Regions from separate parts of the Mus musculus genome. Here region 2 is linked to region 1. A link is a contact called in public Hi-C data. All regions are on one chromosome and are shown on one strand. Each heading gives the region's core, a stretch centred on a gene start, on an enhancer-like site or on the middle of the called end of the contact. The rest is flanking DNA. Distances are from core to core; before and after follow the strand shown. Region 1 has its middle 28 kb from the start of Gm36561. Region 2 overlaps Cenpf (centromere protein F).

The links. Hi-C and Micro-C count contacts between places; a contact is called where the count stands out from the background.
Region 2: a contact with region 1 is called in a Hi-C map of cerebellum, with 1.7 times the contacts expected there. The contact joins two enhancer-like sites. A contact is called at or near these places in 1 of 15 datasets of contacts at CTCF or cohesin (the NIH/3T3 cell line), 2 of 484 Hi-C or Micro-C datasets (cerebellar granule neurons and cerebellum) and 2 of 115 datasets of contacts at active chromatin or transcription factors (T-cell acute lymphoblastic leukemia and embryonic basal ganglia).

The regions. Positions count from the first base shown.
Region 1 is chr1:189,058,805-189,066,189 of GRCm38.p6, reverse strand. No RefSeq gene overlaps it. Among named protein-coding and RNA genes, the nearest start is that of Gm36561, 28 kb to the right of the region's middle. Within about 2 kb of position 1,414, at least 4 of the 459 cell types and tissues checked have an H3K27ac peak or open chromatin away from gene starts, as enhancers often do. A contact at or near this core is called in cerebellar granule neurons and cerebellum, where this site is marked.
Region 2 is chr1:189,662,353-189,669,060 of GRCm38.p6, reverse strand. Cenpf (centromere protein F) reads left to right here. Exons shown (of 18, transcript NM_001081363.2): 10 at 423-545. Among named protein-coding and RNA genes, the nearest start is that of Cenpf, 22 kb to the left of the region's middle. Within about 2 kb of position 5,445, at least 11 of the 459 cell types and tissues checked have an H3K27ac peak or open chromatin away from gene starts, as enhancers often do. A contact at or near this core is called in cerebellar granule neurons and cerebellum, where this site is marked.

The DNA of each region.
Region 1 (7,385 bases), core at 165-2,664:
GCTTAATAACAATCATTAAATCTCTAAGCAATTGTTCAGGGGCTGGGGCCTCAAACTCCAGACACTGCAAACCTCACCACAGATCACTTCCTGACTCATCCAGTCATCTGCATTTTGGGCTGTTTGCTCCCCAGCACACTCCCAACACACAGCTTCCGAGGAAAAGTTCAGCCCTCCCTGTGTAGGGAAAGTCATTCAAGCTGTGTGGCCCTCCAGGACTCCAACGCTGCCCTTCAGCACTGATCTGCCCGAGGTGAAGACTCCAGGCTCCTCCTGACTGGTGGCTTGAGCCAGTCATCTTCCATCCATATTAAGATTGCTTTCTGTCCAGAGATTTGTCATAAGTTTGCCTCTTATGGTGACTAGAGTTCAAGATCTTGCCTGTGTCTCTAATTCCTTCTTTGTCACCATGGACAGACAGGTACAAACACAGAGCTGTCCCAACTCCATGCCCCACTGTGAGTTTGGCTCTAAACAGACGGTGGTGCCAGACATGAGAGGTGAGCAGGTGGCTGGGCTCTCTGCTCTTGGATAGAGATCAAGTGGAGCTTGTCTTGGCCATGAGATTTTCATCCTCTGCCAACCTTAGGAGGCATCTCTCAAGTATCTGCCCACTGTAGCTTCACTGCTCCCTCGTTACTCACCAGCTCCTTTGCTGGGTCAAAAACCAGGAGTTTTTCCTTAGCACCCAAGCCTAGCACATCAGTTTGGATCAGCACTGTCTACAGCATTTCCCTATGACTGGGCATGCTCCACAAGACCCAGGTCACAATGGATTTGACTATTGATGCTCTAGTCAAAGTGGCAAGGAAATAGAATCAGCCTAGATGTCCATCAGCAGACGAATGGATAAAGAAAATGTAGGACATAGACACGTAATGGAATTCAACCATAAAAATTAATGAAATTTCCAGGAAAATGGACTGAGTGGAAGGAAAGAGAGCGGGGAGGGAGGGGAAAGGAAGGAAGGAAGGAGGGCCAAAAGGAAGAAGTTGGGAAGAGAAGGATAGGGTAAAAAAGGAAATGTTAGGTTAGGAAAGGGAAGGGAAAGGAGGGTGGGAAGAAAGGGGAAGGGTGGGGAGAGAAGGAAGAAATTCAGGTAGGCAGCAGGCAGGTGGCAGGCAGGTGGCAGGCAGGTGGCAGGCAGCCTTCTACTTAGGCAGCCCAGCTTTAAGCATAATCAACCTCTGACAAAAGATGTGATTCGCTTCTGACTTCACCGCTGTCTCCCAGACTTCTTCAGTTACCCAAGGCAGCCTTTCCGTGGTAACACTTTTCTGGCCTTCACTTATCCTTACAAACTAGCTGTAGCAAAGGCTGCTCCTCCCTATGACAGGTCTCCTTTGGATCAGTTCCCCTTACCCTGGCAAAGCTGCTGTGCCAAGGAAGGAGCAGACAGGAGGAAGCAGGAGCAAGCCCTGGTTGGTACCATCTGCCACTCCGATGCCACTGATTAAACAGCACTCTGTGCTCTCCCAGCCTTTGAGAGCAAGGGGATAATGTTTTAGCCTAAGAGCAATGCAGAATTCACCTGTCCAGCCAGAAACTCACCTGCAGAATAGGGGCTTTTCTTTAAAAACTAGGACTGCCTTTGTCTCCCAGCAATGCGCAGCAGCAGTAGCAGCAGCAATGTGTGTCCATAGCTGACTTTGGGCATGTTCATACATCACTGCTGTGTGAGAGACAAGACCTTCACCCTGTAGTAACACAATCAAAAGACCATTGCATGTAAAAACAGCTTTAATACAGGATCCCATAGAAACAGCATCACTGTGGAGAGGTGAAGGCACTGACCCCAGCCTCAAGGGTATATTTATAAAAAAAAACATACAAAAATGTTATCTTACAAATATAGCACATTAGATCATAGCTCAACTTTCTGCTTATTGGTGAGTCCCTAGGTATCTTTAGCTGGCTATTGTTTCACCATATGTCTGAATGCTGCAGACTCATTCCAGATGACTATCCTGCCACCATGTTGTCTAAGCCCTTATATGGCCTCTGTGGTCTGAGTGTGGAGATCCAAGGCTTACTGATATCAGGTGTCTTCCTCTATTACCTTATTTACTGAGAGGCAGGGTCTCTCAGTCAAACCCAGAGCTCACTGATCAGGCTAGTCTTGTGAGACAGATTGCTTGATGGATGCTGTTTCTGCCTTCTAAGTGGTGGAATTATACACGAGCCACTACACCTGCCTGGCATTTCTGTAGCTTCTAGACATCAGAATTCTACCAGCCATAGGATGTGGGGAGCATGGGGGAAGGAAAGAACAGAGCAGATGGGAAATTTGTGTGAAAATGACTTGATGAAATGATTCCTTCCTGTGATTAATTAAAAAATAATGAAAGAAGTAGCCGCTCACTGAGATGACCCCACTGTAAAACTGGGAGAGAGCCAAACCTACCAGATGCACTGGCCATGGCAGAGAATCCTGTCACCCAGGAGGCAGAGTGATTCCTCTCCAGTATGAAAGCTCAACCTCCCATTCAAAGTTGCTGCAATAGGTAAACATGAATGATAAGAATTCAGATGTCCAGGGGCTGGAGAGGGGCTCAGTGGTTGAGAGCTTGCTGCTTTTGTAGAGGACCCGGGTTCCGTCCCAGCAGCCACACAGCAGCACACAACCATCTGCAAGTCTTTTTTCCAAAGGTCCCAATACTCTCTGGCCTCTGAGGGTACCATTGCTGTGCCAGGAAGCATTTGTGAACCCCCAAAAGACCACCAATTAGCTGTCTCTAGTGTAATAGCATTAGAGTCTCTTTACTACAAGCTCAAGCTCGGGCTCTCCTCCAACCCAACCCTGACACAGCAGGACAGGAAGGGAAGGCAGAGCAGCCTCGAACCCTCAGCAGGACAAGGTTTTATAGGGACCGGGAGTAAGTGAGGCGGTGCCCAGCCTGGCAAGCATCTGACTGAGTGTCTGCTGTAAGCTGATAGGTGGGTGCTCTGAAGCAAGAGCGTGAACAATCACAAAGGGTCTGGAAGTGTATCACAAACAATCAGACTAATCTTGATTGACTGTTGCTAAGAAGTAGCCAGGGAGTAATTCTGGAATATGGGCCAAGGACAAGCCATGGGGTCCCTTCCTGGTACTTGGGTGCAGCTTGGGTTCTGCTGCAGGTCAAGGTCTCTGGCTTTTTTTTCTTTAAGATGGATGGAGGCTGATCCCAAGATGGAGTACGTTTGATCTCTCACCATACACACATGGTGCACATCCATATCTGCAGGCCAAGCCTTCATGCACATACAATGAATTTCTTTAAAAGTTAAAAGTACATATGGAAAACTTATCAATGATCTCAACAGAGATGAAAATAAACAGATTAATGAAGTCACGAACTATATCCCAGACCCAAGGGGAAGCTAGCAGCATGGCGGGGAAGCTGGAGCTCCAGGGAGAAGCCAGCAGCATGGCCATGGTGGGGAAGCTGGAGGTCCAGGGAGAAGCCAGCAGCATGGCTATGGTAGGGAAGCTGGAGACCCTGGAAAAAGCTAACAGCATAGCAGGGAAGCTGGAGACCCAGGGAGAAGCCAGCAACATAGCAGGAATGCCAGCAAAGTAGATGAGGGATGGCAACATTTCAATTAGGAAACTGAAATTTTGATAAACTAGGAGTCAACTAACTCTCTAAACTGTTCTCTGACCTCCACATGCATGCATGTGCTATCATGCATAGGTCTGTAATAGAATGTGCACACATGTACACACACACATGCACACACACACAAAGAACCAGTGAAAAGAAGGCAGCCAACCTCACTTGTCATGAAGAAAATGGAATTGGAGGCGAGATGTCCCTTTCATAAGCAAAATAATTAGAAAAGGGTTATACTGCTGTCCCCAAAGAGGAGAAAACCTACCCCAAATAGCTGGAAATAAACATTGCAGCCAGCTCCATACCCAAATACCGTTGGGAGAGAGCTGGTCTCCCAGGAGCACTGACTCACCTGTGAGGACAGTGTGACTTCTGCTCAAATTCCTGGCCCAAGAGGGACCCATCCTGAACCATCAGGACACAGGAACCAAGGAACAGCCAGGGACAGAAACCTTCTAGTTTCTCTTTGTGCCCCGAGCTGACCAGGTGCCACAGATGTCCATATTCAAATTCCTCCTGGAGAGAAATGGTCTCCTGGGAGTTCTAACACACAGGTTTGCAGGAAGGGCAAGCCACAGTCAGAGACAGCAAGACCAGCTAACACCAGAGATAACCATATGGGGAGAGGCAAGGGGAAGAACATAAGCAACAGAAACCAAGGCTGCTTGGCATCATCAGAACCCAGTTCTCCCACCACAGTGAGACCAGAATACCCCAGTACACCAGAAAAGTAAGACTCTGACTTAAAATCACATCTCATGGTGATGATAGAGGACTTTAATAAATAACTAACTCCCTTAAAGAAATACAGGAGAGCACAGGTAAACAGGTAGAAACCATTAAAAAGGAAACACAAAAATCCCTTAAAGAATTGCAGGAAAACACAACCAAACAGGTGAAGGAATTGAACAAAACCATCCAGGATCTAAAACTGGAAATGAAAACAATAAAGAAATCACAAAGGGAGACAACCCTGGAGATAGGAAACCTAGGAAAGAGATCCAGAGTCATAGATGCAAGCATCACCAACAGAATACTGCCGGCTCCTTGCCAGCACGTTCAGGAAAGAGGAGAGAGGCCCAATCCCACCAGAGTCCCTCTGAAGCTGAGTGAAATGGCAAATGTAGATGGCCTGAAAGACACACACCGAGCCGGGAGTTTTATTGAAGCAGGAACTCAACTTTAGGGCATCAGCCTCTTGATTATTGTCTTAGTCAGGGTTTCTATTCCTGCACAAACATCATGACCAAGAAGCAAGTTGGGGAGGAAAGGGTTTATTCGGCTTACACTTCCATACTGCTGTTCATCACCAAGGAAGTCAGGACTGGAACTCAAGCAGGTCAGGAAGCAGGAGCTGATGCAGAGGCCATGGAGGGATGTTCTTTACTGGCTTGCTTCCCCTGGCTTGCTCAGCCTGCTCTCTTATAAAACCAAGACTACCAGCCCAGAGATGGTCCCACCCACAAGGGGCCTTTCCCCCTTGATCTAATTGAGAAAATGCCTTACAGTTATATCTCACGGAGGCATTTCCTCAACTGAAGCTCCTTTCTCTGTGATAACTCCAGCTGTGTCAAGTTGACACTTAACTAGCCAGTACAATTATATACAATCGGAACATAGGGAGGGGGATTTTTGGTAGGGTAAAATGACACAGGAGGCAGGGAAGGGTGACAGAGGGTATGGAGTGACTGGCAGGGCCAATGGCAAGCTTCTACATTAACAATGGTGGGGCAGAGGCAGGGCCAAACAGGACTTGCTGAGTCATCCCGATATGGAAGTGACTGAGACAGGTCTCAAAACTCAATCCAGGCTTAGGTTTGTCCTCAAGGCCCAAACCAGGACCCAAATGGGGCCCAACAGAATACAAGAGATAGAAGAGAGAATCTCAGGTGCAGAAGATAACATAGAAAACATTGACACAACAGTCAAAGAAAACACAAAAAGCTCCTAACCCAAAACATCCAGGAAATCCAAGACACAATGAGAAGACCAAACCTAAGGATGATAGGTATAGAAGAGAGTGAAGATTCTCACCTTAAAGGGCCAATAAATATCTTCAACAAAATTATAGAAGAAAACTTTCCTAACCTAAAGAAAGAGATGTATGTATGTTTACATACAAGAATCCTACAGAACTCCAGATAGACTGGATCAGAAAAGAAACTCCTTCTGTTACATAATAGTCAAAACACCAAATGCACTAAACAAAGAAAGAATATTAAAAGCAGTAAGGGAAAAAGGTCAAGTAACATATAAAGGCAGACCTATCAGAATTACACCAGACTTCTCATCAGATGAAAGCCAGAAGATCCTGGGCAGATGTTATTCAGACCCTAAGAGAACACAAATGCTAGCACAGGCTACTACACCCAGCAAAACTCTCAATTGCCATAGATGGAGAAACCAAGATATTCCAAGACAAAACCAAATTTATACAATATCTTTCCACAAATCCAGCCCTACCTACAAAGGATAATAGATGGAAAACACCAACATAAGGAAGGAAACTACACCCTAACAAAAGCAAGAAAGTAACTTTCTTTCAACAAACCCAAAAGAAGATATCCACACAATCATAAAAAATAACATCAAAAACAAAAGGAAGCAACAATCACTATCCCTTAATATCTCTTAACATCGATGGACTCAGTTCCCCAATAAAAAGACATAGACTAACAGACTAGATAAGTAAACAGGACCCAACATTTTGCTGCATACAGGAAATGCACCTCAGTGTCAAAAACAGAGACTATCTCAGAGTAAAGGTCTGGAAAACAATTTTCCAAACAAATGATCCCAAGAGACAAGCTGGAGTAGCCATTCTAATATGGAATAAAAGCAAGGAAGAATACTTCATACTCATCAAATGAAAAAAATCTACCAAGAAGAATTCTCAATTCTGAATATCTATGCTCCAAATGCAAGGAAATTCACATTCATAAAACAAATTCTACTAAAGCTCAAGCACACATTGCACCTCACACAGTAATAGTGGGTGACTTCAACACCTCACTCTCATCAATGGACAAATCATGGAAACACAAACTAGACAGAGACACATTGAAACTAAAATAAGTTCTGGACCAAATGGATTTAATGGATATCTATAGAACATTTCATCCTAAAAACAAAAGAATATACCTTCTTCACAGCACCTCATGGTACCTTCTCCAAAACTGACCATATAATCTGTCACAAAACAGGCCTCAAGAGATACAAGATTGAAATAATCCTGTGCATCCTATCAGATCACCAAAGACTAAGGCTGATCTTCAATAGCAACAAAAACAACAGAAAGCCCACATATACATGAAAGCTGAACAATGTCCTACTCAATGATAATCTAGTCAAGAAAGAAAGAAATAAAGAAATTAAAGAATTTTTAGAGTTTAATGAAAATGAAGGTACAACATACCCAAACTTATGGGACACAAATGAAAGCAGTGCTAAGAGGAAAACTCAGCTCTGAGTGCCTCTAAAAAGAATCTGCAGAGAGCATATAATAGCAGGACAGGACACCTGAAAGTTCTAGAACAAAAAAGAAGCAAATACACCCAAGAGGATTGAAGGCAGGAAATAATCAAACTAGGGGCTGAAATCAACCAAGTAGAAACAAAAAGGACTATACAAAGAATCATCAAAACCAGGAGCTGGTTCTTTGAGAAAAACAACAAGATAGATAAACCCTTAGCCAGACTAAGCAGAGGGCAGATAGACAGTATCCAAATTAACAAAATCAGAAACGAAAAGGGAGATATAACAACAGAAATTGAGGACATTAAAAAAAAA
Region 2 (6,708 bases), core at 4,196-6,695, 600 kb before region 1:
CATCTATCCTCAGTCTCTGATACTCTGTTTTCTTTGGTTTGTTTAATTTCTTTTTGTAGTGTGAACATTTGGGTGTGTCTCTGGCTCATTTGTGTACTGTGCAGTTAGGCCTATGATGTTCTGAAAACTTATGGACTCTTTCTTGTTATTTTCCTTAATAAAGTAAGTACTTATACAGCACCCATGGGTAGTATAGAGATGATGCAGGACTCACAGGAGGATGCGCCTAGGATGTAGGCAAAGCCCACAACATTCTATATATGAGGGGATAATCACCCATTTTCTCTCACTCTGTCTGTGCCTGTCTCTGTCTTTTTCTCTCTCTCTCATCTCTGCTTCTTTGTTTTTCTTAATCTTTAAGAATGGTTGATTATTTGCAGAAAACATGCATTCAGAACTTGGTTATTTTTTCTCTTTTGTAGGTCACATCAGTGAAGCAGCAGTTAGAAAGGAATTTGGAAGAAATTAGGCTTAAGTTGAGCAGAGCAGAACAAGCTCTTCAGGCAAGTCAGGTCGCAGAAAACGAGCTGAGGAGAAGCAGTGAGGTATGTGAGCAGGAGGGTCAAGGAAGAGATCCCACACAGGATAAAAAGACAATGTCTTTCTTGGGAAAACAGTGTGTGTTGTGTGTGTGTGTGTGTGTGTGCACCTGTGTGTGTGCACCTGTGTGTGTGCGCCCGTGCATGTGAGTCACAGCATGCTCATTGGAGGTCAGCGTACAACTTGTAGTCTCTCTTCATCCTTATGTGGGTTCCCAGGATCAAACTCAGGATAGCATCATTGTGTGCTAAGTCATCTCCCTGGTCCAAAAAGGGACTCTGTATTTTAATTTATCAGCACTTTATTAGTACCATACTTTTTTTTCTTTTTCAGATGTTATGTGTTTTATATATGTTTAATGTCCTTGTTTTCCATTTTTTTATTTTGAAATGATAACTCATGCATTTTGCATGAGGAATTAAGAATATATAATCCAACCAGACCCTCCAGAGCTCCCAGGGACTAAATCACCAACCAAAGAGTACACACATGGAGGGACTCATGGCTCCAGCTACATATGTAGCAGAGGATGGTCTTGTCGGCATCAGTGAGAGAGGAGGCCCTTGGTCCTGTGAAGGCTCGATGCCCTCATGTAGGGGAATGCCAAGGCCGGAGTGGGTGGGTGGGGGAACACCTTCATAGAAGCAAGGGGAGGGAGAATAGGATAGGGGGTTTATGGGGAGTGGACAGAAACAAGGAAAGGGGATAACTTTTGAAATGCAAATAAATAAAATATTCAATAAAAATATACAAAAAAACATATAATCAAGTTTTGAAAATTTTCATTTATATGTATGTATTTTCTGTGCACCACATTTATGCTTGCTGTCCAGAGAGGCCAGAGGGAGAGGTTGTGAAAGCCTCTGTGTCCTCAGCAGGAGCAGCAGCTACTGCTCTGACCCTTTGAGCTCTCTCACCAGTTCTACAGTCACAAGTTGTAAAGTAGCAGTTACTCATCTGTGGGTCATGACCTTCTCAGGGGTGGAATGACTCTTTCACAGGGGTAGAGTATTAGATATCCTGCATATCAGGTGTTTACATTATGATGTATAAGAGTAGCAAAATTACAGTTATGAAGTGTCAACAAAAGTAATTTTATGTTTGAGGGTCCATCACAACATGAGAAACTATATTAAAGGGTCACAGCATTGGGAAGATCGGGAATCGCTGTTTTAAAGATTATTTTAGACCACTTGAGAGGTGGAATTATGAAAAAAAGGAGGGAATTGTTTGGAATTTAAAGGGAGTAAATGAAACTGTTAATGTGGATTATTATTTAATTTACCTCTCTACCTTCTCTCTCTCTCTCTCTCTCTCATTCATTCATTCATTCATTCATTTATTCGGCAGAGTCTAAGTTGTCTAGAGTAGCCTAAAGCCTACTGAAGTAGCTAACATAGGCCTTCAGTCCCAGATGCCACTGCTCCTCTCTCCCAGGCCTGTGCTGGCACACGTGTTCTTTTTGTTTTGCGATACACACACTGGCTGTGTGTCCCAGGCTAGCATGGAACCTGCCTTATATCTACAATGCTGAGGTGTGAACACCTTTTTCAAGGATTAATTTGGAATTATACAATATTAAAAACCCCATGGAAATCATAGACTTAAAGAAATGACCTTAGTTCAGTCTCTGGCACTGTCAAAAATAAATAAAATAAAATAATGTAATTATAACTGGATTTATTCTTTAGAAACGAACACTGATCTTAGGGCCCAGTGTGCAGCCTGCTGAGTCTTGCCTGGAGAGATACCTGTTCTGCCAGGCAGTGGATGAGGGCGAGCTGTAGGAGTGTTCTGAGAATTTTATTCCTACACATGTCAGTTTGCCTTCTCTGAACGTCTCTGGTAGCCTGGAGTTTGTTTTAAAGGACGTAGTTAAGAAGCATTTAGCAACAGCTGATGGTGGATTTGACTAGAGCCGCAGATTAACAGAGAGCAGAGGGGTAGCAGAGGTGGCTTCTCCGGGGTTACAGGGAAATGTTTCCCACTACTGAACTGTTTTGTCATCACTTTTTAGCCTGCTAACGATGAAAGAGAAATAATTTTATCCGTAACGACAGTTCCTTATCTAGGTGGTGAAGTCTAAATGTATTTGCTCCCATGGTATTTCACTGTAAATGTGAACACCTGTCATAGCAAAGAGGAAGTTATTAAAGCAGCCAGCAACAAAGTGGGAAGACTGCTGGAGATGGGGTGGGGGCATTCAACTCCTGCACGCCGAGTGGAAAACATTCAGTCAAATCCTGTGATGAGTTCATCTGCAAACATTTCCAGTGCATGTTTATTGCAGCAAAACAAATGTTTGCCTTTTGGCCAGTGGGGACCAACCAACAGATGCTTCTGCTAACATTTCCACAGGCAGACTGGCATGAAGCTCTTCCCTCTGTGAGCTTCCCTTTTAGCCAGGAACTCTCCTGTGACTTGACTGGCTGCCCGTTCAAACATTTTGTAGAACTATCATCTGGTTCAGAGTCTAAACACCTTTGATATGACTTGCTGGGACATTTTAGTAGTAGGGACATTGTCTTGCAGGTGTTTCTGAAGGCTTACTTTATCCCCACAGGGTCTGGGTTATAGTGCTTTCTCTAATTCCAGGCTGCTCTGCATTACATACCTACCATATTCAAATGAACATAGTCATGTGTAAGAAGTGCTCAGCACAGGGCCAAGATACAAATTTACTATTCGTCTTAATTCGTGTTTATGTCTGCCCATGAGTATTCTTTAGGGATGACACAGTAAGAGTTGAAAGGGCATCCCTGGCTCTTGTACTTTGAACTGTGGTTGGGTTCAGAGAAGTGATTTGTCAGTGAGAGTACTGATGTAGTACTGATGTGGGGATTATAGTGCTGGTGACTCTAGTGAGAACTATCTGGATGCCAACCATCTACTGTGTTACCTTGGGGTGATCCCTTCTTAGTCTGCATACAGATGCAAATAACATCCCTTCCTTTCAAGGCTATTCATGATTAAGTCCATTTTTATATAAAGTATGTGGCCCAGTGCCCAGCATGTAAATGTCCAATAAACCATGGAAGTCCAGGATGTGCTTGCTAGTTTTGTTTCACAAATATCAGTGACCTTTGATATTAAAATTATTTGCAATTATGTGTCAGCCCAGAAGGGTCATGGCCAGGAGACAGTGTATTTGAGAATTTTCATATTTCTGTATCTAATTATAAAGTAAGCACAAACAAGTTTAATATGCTTCTAGGTTTTGGATGCTGAAATGAAGTGACAGTTGTACTGAAATTTTCCTTGACTGTGTTTAGTAAACTAATATACTTCTCGCAATTAGAAATTATCAGTGCTGGAAATGTGATTTAATAGCCCAATCAAGGGTAAAGTTAACATTTAGTATCAAAGTGATGTGGGGATTAGATAAGCTGCTCACCCGGCTTCGAGCGCCAGCTTCCATTGCACTGGGGTTTGGCAGTAAAATGCCATCATTGACAGGCAGGATGAGGAAACGCTTGCTTGGGGACTTTCTAGGCATGGGGATCTGTATTGTATTAGGTCCTCTAAGGAATGTGGTCTGGCAGGCAAGAATGCCAGAGTAGAAGGGAGAAGGCACATCTTTGCATCCATTCCATTCCCACATAGAGAGCCTTCTCCCAGCAGGGGACATATTGAGCTCTTCTCATGGATGGGGTCGTGAAACACACGCTCGATCGCTGGATCGCACTGTTTGGTCTCGCCCGAGGAAGTGATGCTTCCCTTGCTGCTCCTAAACCAAGTTGCTCTGGGTGGGATTGCTTGCTAAGCTCAAGTGCTGGCTTGTGGTCTAGAGATTGCTGTTTTCCCGAGTACTGCCCAATTTTGTAAATCACGTGAGAACTGAAGAGATGCTTAGGAGAATATAATATACCCTTGTATGCTTAACTCATTGTTGCTAATGAGCTGCCCAATCAAGACTTAAGTGGCTGTAGCCTCATGGAAAACTAATTGCTGATGGATGGCAGCCTGTGCATCCATTTTCAGATGTTCATTTTCTAAATTCTGGCCTCTTAAATTCTTGGGTTGGTTGCAGTCATAGCATTATAAGCCTGCTGGGTCCCAGGATTGGCTGAACATTCCTTCGTTAGGAACCACTATTTACAAAGCTAATGCCAGAATGGGGAAAGACACCCTAATCTTTTCATTGAGCTTGCTGTTTTCTTAAATGTCTGCAGTTAGGGCCTAAGACACAGAAAGACAGGCATGCAGACATAACAACCACCCCTCCTCCTTTGTGGTACCTGCTCTCTCCAATGCCCCACCCCCACCCCCTGTGGAGGTGCATTCTATTCATCATGCACAGTCTTCCCAGCTTCCTTTTCAAGGCCCAGATTGGATTTGATTGTAAAATAGTAAATCAATACATGATTCAACTCTGATGATCTTGTAACTGTTAGATTTGGGGAAGAAATACTAATAACAGTGCCCCATTACACATGTCAAAGTACATAAAGTGTTCTCTCTTTTACATCTGTGATCTCATTAGATGGGTGATTATTCTTAGTCTACAGAACAAACAAGTGATAACATTTCTTTAGTTTATTAATGCTAATTTTAATCAATTTCATTGTTTCACCTTCATGAATTTTTCCTTGCAAGCTTGATTACTGACTAGCATGCAGGTTAATGTCTCTGTCTTAAGATCTTTTATAGCTGTCCTTTAGTTCTCATTGATATCTTAATTCCATAGTCAATTTCCTAGTGTAAGCAAGACAGGATCAGAACACAGGAGACAAGAGTGTAATACTATCAACAGCCTCTGTCTCATTTTAATGATGGAATGAATGTATATACATGAACACAGCAGCTGCCAGCAAGTTTTCAAGTACTTCCAGTAGCCAGATTCTCCCTCTTCTTGAATTTGGCTTTGTTACATGGGTACCCATCTGCTGGTAGTAACCAGACTGATAATTGAAGGCAGCCTTCCAATATAGCATCGCCAGGGCCATCTGTTTTCTAACAGTGCAGTGAGGTTTTGAAGGATGGGTCTTAATTGTTTCTTTAAGATTCAAAAAATGTCTTCTTACTTCTTAGAAGGGTATTTTTGAAATGTAATTTAAAAAATGCCTTACAGATTTCTTTCATTCCATAAGGTGTGAGATATACTTAAGTTCTCTCAGGTAGTGGAGATAATGCCTGTTCTTGAGGGTAGGGTATAATATAGGTGCATGTACCTTTCAGCTATTAAAATATTATTAAAAGTTTCAAGGGTGCCTTTACTCTCAGGTGTTCGGGAGGCAGAAGCAGATAGATATCAAGTGTGAGGCCAGCTTGGTCTACATAAATTAGTGTGCCAAACTCAAACACCTCCGTTCAATACCTGCAACCAACACACATGGTAGAATAAAAAAACTGACTTCCCCAAGTTGTCCTCTTGTCTAAGTGCCATAAGCATGCCCTGCCTCTCCAGTGCATGCATGCATGGATACACATACTAATAAAGATAATAATAGAGAGAAAAACCTAAAGAAAACAAATTTAAGTGGGACTGGAGTATTTTTTTTTTTTAATGTATCAGTTTTAGGTTAAGAAGGAGTAATAATGTTTTTATTATGTGTGTACATTTGTGTGATTTAGCTCAAGAATTCCTAACAGAGTGGAATGAAATTGCACAATTGCACTTGTGTGTGTGTGTGTTTTCTGTAAACATCCCTGTGTGTATGAATATTTAATCATGGACCCAATGAACCTGTGAATGCTCAGGCTCCCCTATACAAGATGAATTATGCGCCAGCTTTTGATGTCACATAGATTATTCAGTGCCTTTTTAGCAGTTTTCTCTGTTAGATATGTATTGAATGACTAGGACCACACCTTACACCATGGAGGTGATCCTGCTGAAGGCTGTGATGCTGTTTTATTTAAATATGCATATTTATAGTATACATTCCAGTATACATTCCATATGTGACCACTGTAGCTATGCTGGTGAAAGCATTCATTGAAGGAAATTTCAACTATCAGGGCACTCTTGTGATAGTAAACCTTATACTGCTGTTTTTGCAGTGAGAAGCAAAAATTTGTTCTTGGAACATTAGTGTTTTTTTTGTTGTTGTTGTTTGTTTTGTTTTTTAACTAATCTGGCTTGATAGGAATCTGAAACTCTTGTCTTTAATTATCTTATACATAGGCTTTTTCTTCTGAGCTAACTTTAACAACCAGAAAGTTTGA